Regions from separate parts of the Danio rerio genome. Here region 2 is linked to region 1. Evidence: chromatin contacts called from public Micro-C data. All regions are on one chromosome and are shown on one strand. The core of a region is the stretch at or near the end of the contact, and the rest is flanking DNA. Distances in the headings are between cores, read along the strand shown. Region 1 overlaps dnmt1 (DNA (cytosine-5-)-methyltransferase 1). Region 2 overlaps mpg (N-methylpurine DNA glycosylase).

Region 1 (6,654 bases), core at 428-2,927:
ATCTGCTTCTCAAAAGGGCTATTCTACTGTTTGGTTCAGAGACCAAGTGTGCTCTGACCTTTAATAGTTCAAAACAACAAACCTGGAGTCACCAAATATTGTGCAATCAACACAAGGTTGATATATTCATGATGTGCCTAAGGCCCTGTTTACACTAATGCGTTTTAGTTTGAAAACGCATAAGTTTAGCTACGGTTACGCCAACTGTCCACACTACGCCGGAGTTCGAGCGCCGAAAACAGAGCGTTTCGAAAACGCTGGAGAGGCCGTTTTCATTCTGAAACGCTGGTGCTCCGTCTTAAGTGTGGATGAGCAAAAACGGAGACATCTGAAAATGGAGGCTGGGCTGTAGACATTCGCTTCTCTGATTGGGGCTTTTCCTCAATATTAAGTAGCCTAACACACACAGTTCAGTCCTGCATCCTCTCCTTGCAAGTTCAGACTTTGCAAGTTTGATCAAGGCTGCAGTCTATTCTTCTCAGTTTGATATGGAAAACAGACTATACCGAGGACACGGGTAAATCTTCAAAGAGAACAGTGTACTGTATAACTTCATTCACCCTGGCTACGTTGTTTCACTTTCTCAACAATAAAATCAAATGTAAACATGATTTAAGGAACTGCCTATTTTCATTTTGATATTAGCAACTTAACAGACAGCAGAAATGTTGAGGCGTCGGGCTGCATGCGAGCGTCATCTTCACTGTGTGGATATTTATAACAAAACGGAGCCGATAACAACTGCCTCCTTTCAATTTCAGTTAAAATACGAAACATACCCTCTCTTTTGCTGAATATAAGTTTTAATAATCGATAATGGCCATTATAAAAATATAACATACAATAATTTTATACATTATAGGAAATAAAGGCAAGCGATCAGTCAATAATACAGAATAGGCTACGTGGTTACATTGATCATTAACTTATCTTTGCGCTTAGCCAAAACACGTTACCTGAGAACAAGTAGGCTAATATATTCTAGTGACCAAAGTCAGGGAATATGTCGTTAGATAAAGACAACAAGATGAATGAAATATCACGTTTAATAAATATAGTGAGATTAGATCCAGCAGGAGATGCTTGATGAGAAGTCCGACTAGCACAGCTCTCATCTGGGTAGATGGGCTGCAGCGCTGGCCCGAATGTGTGTGTGTGTGTGTGTGTGTGTGGTCATGTGATGTGCGTTTTCAGAATTTTGGTGTGGACGGAGAGCAGTTCAGAAACGCTGGGTAAAAAGCGAGTGTGGACGCGGATCGTTTTCATTCTAAAACGATGTTTTAATACTAAAACGCACTAGTGTAAACGGGGCCTAAAAGGTCAACAACTAGGAAGTTGTTTAAGACAATTAGATATCATTGTAACATTTAATCTGAGATCAATTAAATATACATGCCTAGGTAAATGAAATGCCAATTTAAAATGGCATGAGTATAGACAAAATTGGCACTATAAATAGTAAAAACTATTAAAAACCTTAATTGTTGAATGACATTTAGCCTCATTCAAAATGTTAATCATTATAATATAAAAACAGAGAAAGCAAAGAAAGGCCTTTAAAACACATGGAAAATACAAAACTGCTGAGGAGAATGATTACGCAACAGCAAAGACTGCACAGTAAGCATACCTCCTCTTCTGACAGGCTTGTTTACTTCTGCCACTGCCTCCAAACTTGATCATATCCTTACAAGCTGAACACTTGCCGCAGTCTGGAGCTTGACACACCTGAAATACCAAGGTCGCCAATCATCATGCTTGCATTTCAGTTAAACTGTGCCTGCTATTTTCAGACAACCAACCTCACAGACACCACACCGTTGTCTCTTCACACCTCCATCCTTATTGTTCTGGTCAATCTGATCAGAGAAGAATGTGTCAAAGATCAGGTAGACCAGTTTAGTGGTGGTGGCTTTAGTCGGGCCCTTGTTGTCCTTTTCAATCTTAGTGGGATGGCGGACGGCTTGTCTTCTGGCTGCTCTCCTGAACAGGGGAAAAAAAAAAAACATGAGCAGAGCAAACAAGATACAGAGGGCACAAATAAAAGCAAAAAAGAGCCATGCGTTTAATGCACAAGACACAATGGATTGAGTTAAGACAAACAGCTCTGAAGTAACTAAACCCATTTAAACTGAAAAAAGATGTTCAGATTTCCCAAATGGACAACTTAAACAACAGGGTGCCAAATTAACATCTGTTATGCAGATCATGCAAGTCAGGAAGGTTTAAAAAAAATAAATAAACAAGTTCTCATGTTTTTGTTCTCCTCACCCACCCATTTCAGCTAATGAAGCAGTTTACCACCAACACAGGCGACTGCAGTTCAGCATATGGAAATATAAATAACCAAGCCACACACTCTGCAGAAACATCAGGATTTACATACCAGTACAGCTGCCTGCTGCATTAGAGAAAGTTAAAGGACCATTAGAAACAAATAACATGGTACCACAACTAAACCTCAAAATCTTAAGTCACTGAATTTTCAGACTTGCAAAAAAATAAATTGTGCAAACCTGTTATCTAGTACCAAAATAGCAGCTCCCGCATTCACAAATTGGTTTAAGCTACATGAATACATTATATGTCCTATGAGAAACACCGATAGCCCTCCCTGATGGTCCACAATATTGAAGCCCATGCCTCATGCAGGATAAAATAACAAATTGGTTTCAGTTGCTAAGAGAACAGTTTGAGGTCTGCTTTCTGGGTACCAGTATATCGAACCCACCATTACCCAGTTATCTCATTGAAGGCATTTAAGAGACCACCAATTCTAGTAAACTCACCTCTTGCCCAAAGTAACACCAGCCAGCTTGATCAAGTCACGCATACATGGAGTGATTATAATGGGTTGTTCATCAGAGTCTCCAGCCTCATCGTAGCTCTCGACCTGCTCTACCACAAACTGGGCATGGCGCAAGAGTGTGTCTTCTGTGAAACGGTTGAAGTTGAGCCCCGCGGGCGGGACAGTAGTCTAAAAAGACAAATAACAGGTTATCCCACAACTTCTAAAATGGGACAAGTGGCAAAGAACTTCAATGCTCCCATAAAGTGTACCTCTATTTTGTTCAGCAGGTCCTCATATGTGGCATCCTGGTTTTTCTGAAGAAATTCAACCACAATTTTGCTCATGTAGATCTTCTCCTGCATCAGAGCAAAAATAGCAGAGTACTCCTCACTGGGGTCCATTAGGATATAGTCAGCAAACGCTGTCGAAAAGAAAATGAAACTAGTTAAATGGCCATGCATAATAAAACTGGACAAGGATAAGAGTCAACTTTGCTTTGAAACATACCTGTAGTGAAGCCAATCAAAGCCTTCTCCCCACCATCAAAACCAGTGATCCACCAAGCATTGATGGGACCAAGCTTTTTGGCAGGAACCCCACCTGAGAACAATTTGAAATCAAATACACAATGCATTTGAAATAAATAAATAAAAAAACATCTGTATTCATTGTAATGAAAGTGGCACGTACCATCCATGCATGGGTTGTCATCATAGATGGGCTTTACAGCACAACTAAAGTACAGTTCCACATTTTTCTCAATGAGGCCAGAATCAAACGGACACAGATGACCACGCTTGTCATACACACTACAAACGAGAGGTGATGCAAAGTCATTAGTGGGGGGTGGGCAAGTAAAACATTGATCAGTTTGGAGTCATCCATCTCTTCTTTACCTGAAGTTCGTGATCTTGTGCTGAGGAAGATCTTCATAGCTTTCAAAACCATCCTCATTTGAATCAAAGAGGGAGAGACGCTCATCGGTTAACATCTCTGGTTCATCCAACTACCATAGACAAAATCAAACATATCATTCAAGTGTACAGCCACTACAAAAACTTAACCTATACAAAACTTAATTTGAGATTAAGGTTTAAAAAAAAAAAAAAATAGGTGTAGGAAGCTCACAGCATCATCAGGATCCCCTTGAAAGAACTTTAGGTCTGAATCATCCAGATACTGCCTGCAGTCAGGACATTTCGGCGGAGGAGTCTAAAACAAGTTAAAGATGTTGTTTAGTTATTAATTCAAGTGGCAAATCAAATTGGAAGTGAAAAGAAGCGTCACCTTTGCTGTAGACACAGGTTTGAGGTTAGCAGCATTCTCAGCTTCAGGCCTGAGAGAGGAACAACAAGGGATCATAAACCTCATAGTACATTTGTAAAATGGCTGTTTTCAAGTTTTACTTTTACATCACTATACTCACTTCTCATCTTCTGTTTTAAGGCGTTTCTCTTCACGGACCTTGAAAACCCCAAAATAATATACTGTTAAATTAATTTTTATGAATTTAATAACAATGAATTGTAAAACGACCTGACCTCCTCAGTGATAGTTTCCTCAGTCTTAATTTCTGTGTCACCATTTGCTGGTTCTCCATTCAGCTCATCAGACTTTCGTTTTGGGCTATTAAAAGAAAGAATAAAGGCCCAATTATTTAACAAAAAAAAAAAAATGATAATAAAAATTTATTCATACATCTTGATCACAAAACTACCATATCAGACTGCAAATTAACAAAATCTGCACAATTTAAAAAAAGTACACCAACTCTAAAGTAAAATCGTGGACTTACACTCTAGAAAACATTGACACGATAGTTTGTTGCTTCCCAGTGTTGCGTGTAACCCTGGAACTGGCTGGAGATTCTGTCAAAACAAGTGCAATTAATAAAATAAAGTACACAACCTACATCCAGCATATAATGCAGAGATGCAACATATCAAGAGCACTTAGAAGCAATAAATCCATGCAGCTCACTCTTGGGCTCAGAGTCTGCTTTACTGCGACGTCCGCCCCTTCCCTTTGGGGCACTGGGAGACTTTATAGCGTCTCCTTCCTCCTGAGTGTCCATGGCTCCCTCCTGTTCGCCATTGTCTTTGTGAGATCCATTTTCAGAGAAGCCATTTGAATGTCCATTCTGCTCCACTCCATCACCCTCCTTGACAACTCCCAGAGCTTTCTTCAGTACAGCCTTCACCTCTGACATGTAAACCTCCTGAAAAGAAGCTCAAGTCAGACCACTTGTTTTCTAGAAGGGAGCTCTGAAAAGGCAAAGTAACTCACTGTGGAGAGCTCAGAGCTCTTTAACTTGTCCTCAAGGTTTTTGAGCTGGTCCTGAGTATCAGCGAGCAGGAACTCCTGTAGTAACCTGAGCTTTTCTTTTACACACTCCTGCACACACACAAAAATTGAAGTCGAGCCACAAACTCAGAAAGCAGAGTTCACCGAATAACTCAACTGTAAGACTTGCAATATTTAGCATGTACTTCACCTATGCCACAAGGGTTGTACCCCAAATTAAAGACTGAAACCACCTTTTTGTCATTAAGCATCAATCCGAGAGTAGGGATGCAATGATAACCGATTTCACTATCAACCGCGGTTTAATTCGTCACTGTTAATTAATCGTAAATGCTTCTCAACACAGAGTTTCTCCATGGAACAAAACTGCTGCAACTAAAAATTATACTAACAGTGCGCTAGTTTAAAGTTCAAGCTTGTACACAAAACGCACGCATACTGGATCAAAGGCTAATTTTCACCATGGCTGAGGAGGATTTTAACTAAGGGCCATTCACATATGCCATCTTTTACATGCACAATTTCCAATAGAGGCACATGGTTTCAGAGCATAACAACACTACTCCCTGACCCGTGGAAAAACCCGAGCACTTCTTCAGAGAGAGTGGGTTATGGACAGTTGCAACACCTCTATTAGTTTATAGGAGTGTTTAATTCCTTCTGGACCCTACTTCAAATGTATTTTGGGCTCATGCAAACCAACAAATATGTTAAAGAAATATTTCACCCAAAAAATGTAAATCACTCCATCATTTACTCACTCCTTAAGCCATACATTCTGCATACGACTCTGACAGTCATGCATAATGTGCATTGTCACCAACACTTGAAGTTGTTAAAAAAATAAGAAATTGTCCCAAGACAAGAGTGGTTATCAGGACAACAGTTTTGGTACAAATTTGAAAGGTTTTTATCCAAAAATCTGTACACTGAGGATGGTGTGAGGGGGAGCAAGTCATGTGTTGATACTTTTTTTGGGTTAACTATTACTTTAAGGGTCTTAAGTTTTTCTTTCTCACCTCTCGCATGTGATCTCACCTGGGTAGATCAAACACTCCGATGTACAGTTCACAACACGCATGATTAATTTTTCCTTGATTTGAATGAGGCAAAAGGCGTTTCCTTCAGCAATCGTTAAAACTTTAGGATTAATCTACATGTATGAAAGCATTTAGGCTTTCCTGTAAATATGACAAACGGGGTAAGTTATTCAGGATGTGGTGAGTTTTCATAGGTTACTAAAAGGCGTTTTCACGTTAAAAGTCTGCTGATCATGATATAGCGATTTTAAGTTGCGTAACGGTTCATTGAAATAATCTGGCAGTGGCTGTTGCTGATTCAACTGGTTTGTTATTTCACACAGCAAATCCAATGACGCAAGTACTGATGATTCTCTCCAGCCAATGAGAGAGCTGCAGTTTTCACATGTCACATTTTGGGTAACAAAATGGCCTACTTGCATCCTTAACTAAGGTGCTAGTAAAATGTGTGACGTACAAATGGCACCATTTTATTATGCATTTTATGTCTTCAAAGTGAATATTTCCTCTTGTTAACTC
Region 2 (6,655 bases), core at 1,835-4,334, 440 kb after region 1:
GATGGATAAATTGGCGGTTCATTCCGCTGTGGCGACTCCAGATTAATAAAGGGACTAAGCCGACAAGAAAATGAATAAATGAATTTTTTTATATTTACTGTTACTCTAAAGTCTAAAAGTGAAGAATTGATGTTATTTCTTTGATTGTTCAAGCTTCCTCACAGAAGTGCTTTGCTGGTTAACAGAGCAGTTGAATGTTAAAATAAGGTAAATAAATAAAAAATAAGGAACATCCTGAATCTGTTTCTTTGCTCTTCTTTTTTAATGTGTTATAGAAGTATCGAATGAGGATTCGGTATCGGTAGATACTCAAAATCAAGTCTCGAGGGCAAAAAAACTGATCTGGACATCCCTAATATTAAGCTTACAGTCAGCGCACAGTGAAATTTGACAATCAGATTTTAAATTTGACAGTCAGATTAAAGCGGTAGTTAAAGCTAGCTTTTTTTCAATTAAGACAACTTGCAAAAATAAAGCAATATACACCAAATCAGTTTTAGACAGTAATCCATGCTTTCATAACCACTCGCTTAGATTACTGTAATGCACTGTATATGGGGAGCAGCAGGTCAGCTATTGCCTGTTTGCAAATGGATAAAATGCTGCAGCACGCCTGTTATCTGGTATTTGCAAATATGACTAGGCATGGGCCGGTTTAAAATATCACGATTTCATGGTTTTACAATACTTTAATTACTGCTCTAAAATATTTTCTTTTTAAATGTCTGGTTAAAAAAAAAAAAAAAACTTTCCCCCTTTGAACACAATGCATTTTATTTTGAGAAACTTTTAAAATATTTTTTGAGGCTAAATAATTATAAAAAATGATAAATGAATGATAATAAAAAATTCAGCTGTTTTCATGTTTCAAAAACACAGATTTTTTTATTATTTAAAATGCCCTCTTTGGATATCTTTTCTGCTGGAGATACTGTTGTCCTAAAAAACTTAAAACAAAATGTAAATAAAAATTTTTACACATATCTTAGGAAGGGTATTACAGAAAATTTTGGCGGTTTTATTACATTGACTTTTCCAAATCGCAGTATACCTTGAAAATGGTTATCCTCCCATACCTAAATATGACCATATATCCCCACGTTATGATCTAAGATGATTTGGCAGATCCTGGATCTTTTAATCTAGATCACTGATCTCTGGCTAATTTGTTTTTTCAAACAAGTTCGTGAATCAGATTAAAAATGTTTGGATAAACTGATCTGATATCGCTGTGTGTGTTGTGAAGGAGAAATCAATCGATTCTCGAAATCATGATCAGAAATGCAACGATTGGCTGACGGCACAGCAGCGTAATGACATCATCTGATTAATATTCAATTATCCATGAGAGCAAAATTACATAAAATTCATAGGAAATGGTTTGTTAATTGAATATGCGAAAACTTTTCACATGTATAGTGGGCTGCAGGCTTTACACTTTCATGTGTCAAGAGCATTTAGCAATTTATTTAGTTTTACATTTAGAACGGATTTTCTTTATTATAATAGCCATAGTAGTATTATAAAAGGCCGGTTTCTTAATTGGTGTAAAGAATAAATGGACGTTTAAATTAATTTAACATTACAAAAGCCTTTTTTGTTGGTAAAGGTGTCTGCAACTTTTGTGAAGCATCAAATCAGTCGTATTAACTGTCAAAACATGTTTATGACTGCACAAATGAAGTATTCCTTAAAGAAAAAAAAAAAGTTGATTATAGTGGAAATTATCATACACAAATTGTACTAAAAATATTGTATGCGTTTGTATCAAAAAAGTTAAAATCAATAATTTTTTCTATTTAAACCACCATGAGACAGTCTTTGTACTTTTATTTCGGAGTGCAGATTGCATAAGTTTTATTGATATATATATTTTTTTTTACTTTATATATAGTTTAAAATATATATATTTACTATATTCACGTGAATATAACTACTACTGTAAGAAAATATCAGAATTCTGTACATACTTTCTGTATTATCTTTGCTTTAACTGACCCGATCTAATTCTGTTTATATAAATTGAACCTGTTTCCGAGCAGATTTGAGCTAGCAGAACTGTTGCTATGACAACAAGTCTTGGATGATTTTTGAAGAACGAAACGATCCTGGATCGTGTCAAATCGTCAATAACTAAATCCTGCTAACTGAGAAATCCACGTACGAAGAACAGACCCCTGATCCTAATACCTGGTTATCTTAATTTATGTGCTTATCTTCTATTTTATGTACTATTGTATTTGTTTTGTTGTATATTTTCTGTACAGCACTTTGGCTCACTTCTAAAAGTGCTCTAAAAATAAAGTTTGACTTGACCCTTGACTTGTTCCAAACCATTCATTCATACATTTTCTTTTCGGCTTAGTCCCTTTGTTAATCCAGGGTCACCACAGCAGAATGAACCGCCAACTTATCCAGCACGTTTTTATGCTGCGGATGCCCTTCCAGCCACAACCCATCACTGGCAAAAATTCCACACAGAAACACCAACTGACAAGACTCGAACCAGCGACCTTCTTGCTGTGAGGCGACAGCACTACCTACTGCGCCACTGCGTCGCCTGTTCCAAACCAGTTTGAGTTTATTTATTCTGTCAAAAACACAAAAGAAGATATTTTGTTGAATGTTGTGATAGCCATTGACCACCACAGTATTTGTTTTTGCTACTATGTATGTCAATGCCTACCGGTTTCCATCATTCTTCAAAATATCTTCACGAGAGTCAAGAGTGAGTAAATAATGACATATTTGGGTGAACTACCACTTTGAAAACTAAAATGGGTCTCCTTGTTCAAAATTGTCACTAGAAGCTTGGACCCAGAGCCAGTATTCCATACGTCAGACAAATTAACAAGCAGAAGAATTCTTCGCAGGAGCCGGAAAACTGCAACCACAAGATCCCTCACCGCCAGTTGTGCAAGAAAACAAGTGTTTTGTTTTGCTGCCGTTTCCAACTGCTTCTCATTATAGGTCAAACTGGCGCATTAAATAAACCTAGAGAAAGGGTTGGAGCACATGTGCAGGAGCCAGCAGGAAGGAGACAGCGTGGAGCCTCGCTAACTGCTTTACTCTATGTGTGTGTTTAGGGGAAGGGGCGGCTGTGCTTCTGCGCTCGCTGGAGCCTCTGAGTGGTCAGGATGTCATGAGGGGCCTGCGAGCGGCCAAACGCAAGCCTGGAGCCAAAAGCCTTAAGGACAAAGAGCTCTGCAATGGCCCGTCCAAGTTATGCCAAGCTCTGGATATACAGCGCTCTTTCGACCGCAGGGATCTGGCAACCGATGTTGAGGTGTGGCTGGAGATGGACCCAGAAAAAGAGGCCATCGTTGATGCTGGAGAAGTGGTGATGGCGCCACGGATTGGAGTTGACTCTCACGGAGAATGGGCAACCAAACCGCTGCGCTTCTACCTGAGGGGACACCCGTGTGTGAGCGTGTTGAACAAAGATGCAGAGCGGCGAATGGACTCGCAATCTGACACAGAGCGGACAGTCTGCTGAAAGGTCATCCTGGTGTTTGTTTGTTCTTAAATTAAGCTTTAACTCACTTTTGTGTCATTTCAATCCCATAAAACAAAATGAGACATTTAGAAGAATGTCTCAGCAGCTCATTTCTATATTACTAAGTCTTTACAAAAATTTTGAGGTCAGTATTTGTTTCCTGGGTAGAAATCAGAAGGTGTAATAACATTTTAATGACATAACTTTTTCAGGGAAACAAAAGTCTTGAACAGAAATAATAAATTCATGAAATTATTTGATGTAAAACACAAGCCTGGAGCCAAAAGCCTTAAGGATAGAGAGCTCTGCAATGGCCCATCGAAGTTATACCAAGCTCTGGATATACAGCACTGCTTTAACCACAGGGATCTGGCAACCGATGCTGAGGTGTGGCTGAAGATGGACCCAGAAAGAGACCAACGTTGGTGATGGCGCCACAGCTTGGAGTTGAGTTAGAGGACACCCGTGTGTGAGTGTGTTGAACAAAACACACACACACTTCCTGCTAAAAAGGTCATCCTGGTGTTTGTTCTTAAATTAAGCTTTTAACTCACTATTGTGTCATTCCAAACCTGTAGAACACAAAATGAGATGTTAAGAAGAATGTCTAAGCGGCTCATTTCTATATTACTAAGTCTTTATCAAAATTTTGCGGTCAGTATTTGTTTCCTGGGTTAAAATCAGAAGGTGTAATAACATTTTAATGATTACGTTTTAGGAGAAAACAAAAGTCTCAAATAGGAATAATAATAAGTACATGATATTACTTTATTTCAAACGCAAGCCTGGAGCTAAAAGCTCTAAGGACAGAGAGTTCTGCAATGGCCCGTTCAAGTTATGCCAAGCTCTGGATTTACAGCGCTGCTTTGACCGCAGGGATCTGGCAACTGATGCCAACATGTGGCTGGACCCAGAAAAAGAGACCATCATTAGAGCTGACGTCATCACGGCTTGGAGTTGAGTCTCATGGAGAATAGGCAACCAAACCACTGAGGGGACACCCGTGTGTTGAACAAAGATGCAGAGCGGTGGATAAACTCGCAATCTGACACAGAGCGGACAGTCTGCTGAAAGATCATCCTGGTGTTCTTCAATTAAGCTTTTAACTCACTATTGTGTCATTTCAAAACCATAAAACTAAATGAGACATTTAGAAGAATGTCCAAGCTGCTCTTTTTAATACTCAGTCAAAATTACTTTGAGGTCAGTATTTGTTTCCTTGGGTAAAACCAGAAGGTCTAACAACATTTTAATATCATAAAAACTTTTTAGGAGAAACAAAAGTCTCAAACAGAAATAATAATAATAAAAACATGATATTATTTTATTTAAAACAACAGCACAAAAGAATTTTGCAAAAGTTTAATACAGTCTTTACAATACTTAACATTTTCAGGGTCAGTAAAATTACTTTGTTAGGTAAACTATTTATAAATTGACACGCTTGAGGTTTCTTGTTATTATAATAATATAATAATAATATCTGTGTCTACTAAAACCACAAAGTTTTTAGTTCGCCTAAAAATAAAAGAAATTGGTGATAATTTATTAACTCGCAAGAAATTCAAGTTGCAGGTAACACTTCCTTTAGTACAACTTTAAAGGAAATGTTTTAGCTGAAACCATGGTGCTTGGTGATTCAAAATGGCAAGCTAATGGCAAATAGCACATTTGGAGTCATAAAAAAAGACAAATAGATTCAAAATAAAAGTTAATACTTGTGGTGCCTGATTATACATTGAGGTTAAACAAAACAAATCTGCCTGTGTGTAACTTACTTCTAATCAAAGTAATAATATATGTATTACAGTGTTATTACTGGTTATCTATTGTCTCAACAAACTGAATGAATCATGAGATTGCCTTTAACAACTTAAAACCTACATAAAAAAATGTGAATAAAACATCTAAAGGGGGCGAGGCAGTGGCGCAGTAGGTAGTGGTGTCGCCTCACAGCAAGAAGGTCGCTGGGTCCAACCTCAGCTCAGTTGGCGTCTCTGTGTGGAGTTTGCATGTTCTCCCTGCATTCATGTGGGTTTTCTCCGGGTGCTCCGGTTTCCCCCACAGTCCAAAGACATGCGGTACAGGTGAATTGGGTAGGCTAAATTGTCCGTAGTGTATGAGTGTGTGTGAATGTGTGTATGGATGTTTCCCAGAGATGGGTTGCGGCTGGAAGGGCATCCGCTGCATAAAAACTTGCTGGATAAGTTGGCGGTTCATTCCGCTGTGGCGACCCCAGATTAATAAAGGGACTAAGCTGACAAGAAAATGAATGAATGAACATCTAAAATGATTATTAATCTTTTATTGAACAATTATTTTTAAGAATTATAAATTAACAATAAATGAATGGGTGAATGGACAGGGTGATTGGATCTTGAAAGTCCTCAGTGGTCTTTTTACTGTATTGAGGTACAAAATAACTAAAAGCAAAGTCACACAGGTTTGGTATGACATAAATAATTGAGTTTGAGCTCTGAACATGTCTGTTATTTCAGTAAGAGCATGTTGCTTTGTTAAATAGTCCTGTTATTCCTGGTGCTCATTGATTTTGCAGATGTTTGGAAACCTATTTGCACCTCAGGGCTATTACAGCCTCCTTTTTTCTTCTTCTTCTTCTTCTGGGCCTCCATTTCTCCACACTGAATTCCTCGGGGCATTCAGTCTGGAATTAACATCATGGCATCATGTGTTTTTAGTCTTGTTCGCTTGAAGAGATGATTTATCACATTTGGGAACGAGCTCCAAACAGGAGATGCTTGGATGGGATACTTAAACCATCCATTTAACGACTGCCCAAGGATGAACCGCACATCACGACCCCTGGATCGTTTATTAAAATAAACCACGTATGAGGTAAAAACATTAAAGGGAAAATCTTTGGTAAACAAGAGTTATGGACAGTAGATTATGCAAGGCTCATTAATAAGGCTCTTATGAAGCTGAGATGTTCATTAACTGGTCACAGCTCAAAATTAGTTTAAGCTACCGATGAAGATCAGACAGTTGACAGCCTCCTCACACTCACTTTACTGTTGGTTTACTCTGGTGGAGACTGGAACAGAGAGATGATGGGGTCCTCGTGGTTGGTGATCACCAACACACTGCGAAACTTGTCAAATAAAGTCTTCAGCTGTGAGCGGCGCAGGTTCTCGTTGT

Evidence for each region. A called contact is a pair of places that touch in the nucleus more often than the background predicts.
Region 2: a contact with region 1 is called in a Micro-C map of caudal fin, with 5 times the contacts expected there. The contact joins two enhancer-like sites.

What each region holds. Positions count from the first base shown.
Region 1 is chr3:57,145,049-57,151,702 of GRCz12tu, forward strand. dnmt1 (DNA (cytosine-5-)-methyltransferase 1) reads right to left here. Exons shown (of 34, transcript NM_131189.2): 3 at 5,078-5,185; 4 at 4,772-5,009; 5 at 4,587-4,659; 6 at 4,333-4,417; 7 at 4,218-4,255; 8 at 4,079-4,127; 9 at 3,920-4,003; 10 at 3,688-3,797; 11 at 3,482-3,600; 12 at 3,299-3,391; 13 at 3,061-3,212; 14 at 2,790-2,977; 15 at 1,803-1,983; 16 at 1,631-1,728. Among named protein-coding and RNA genes, the nearest start is that of dnmt1, 5.0 kb to the right of the region's middle. Within about 2 kb of position 1,678, at least 1 of the 62 cell types and tissues checked has an H3K27ac peak or open chromatin away from gene starts, as enhancers often do. A contact at or near this core is called in caudal fin, where this site is marked.
Region 2 is chr3:57,586,462-57,593,116 of GRCz12tu, forward strand. It overlaps mpg (N-methylpurine DNA glycosylase), which reads left to right. Exons shown (of 3, transcript NM_001082850.2): 3 at 3,087-3,591. The coding sequence ends at 3,496. It overlaps nprl3 (NPR3-like, GATOR1 complex subunit), which reads right to left. Exons shown (of 13, transcript NM_001025534.2): 13 at 5,784-6,655. The coding sequence ends at 6,537. Among named protein-coding and RNA genes, the nearest start is that of mpg, 11 kb to the left of the region's middle. Within about 2 kb of position 3,085, at least 12 of the 62 cell types and tissues checked have an H3K27ac peak or open chromatin away from gene starts, as enhancers often do. A contact at or near this core is called in caudal fin, where this site is marked.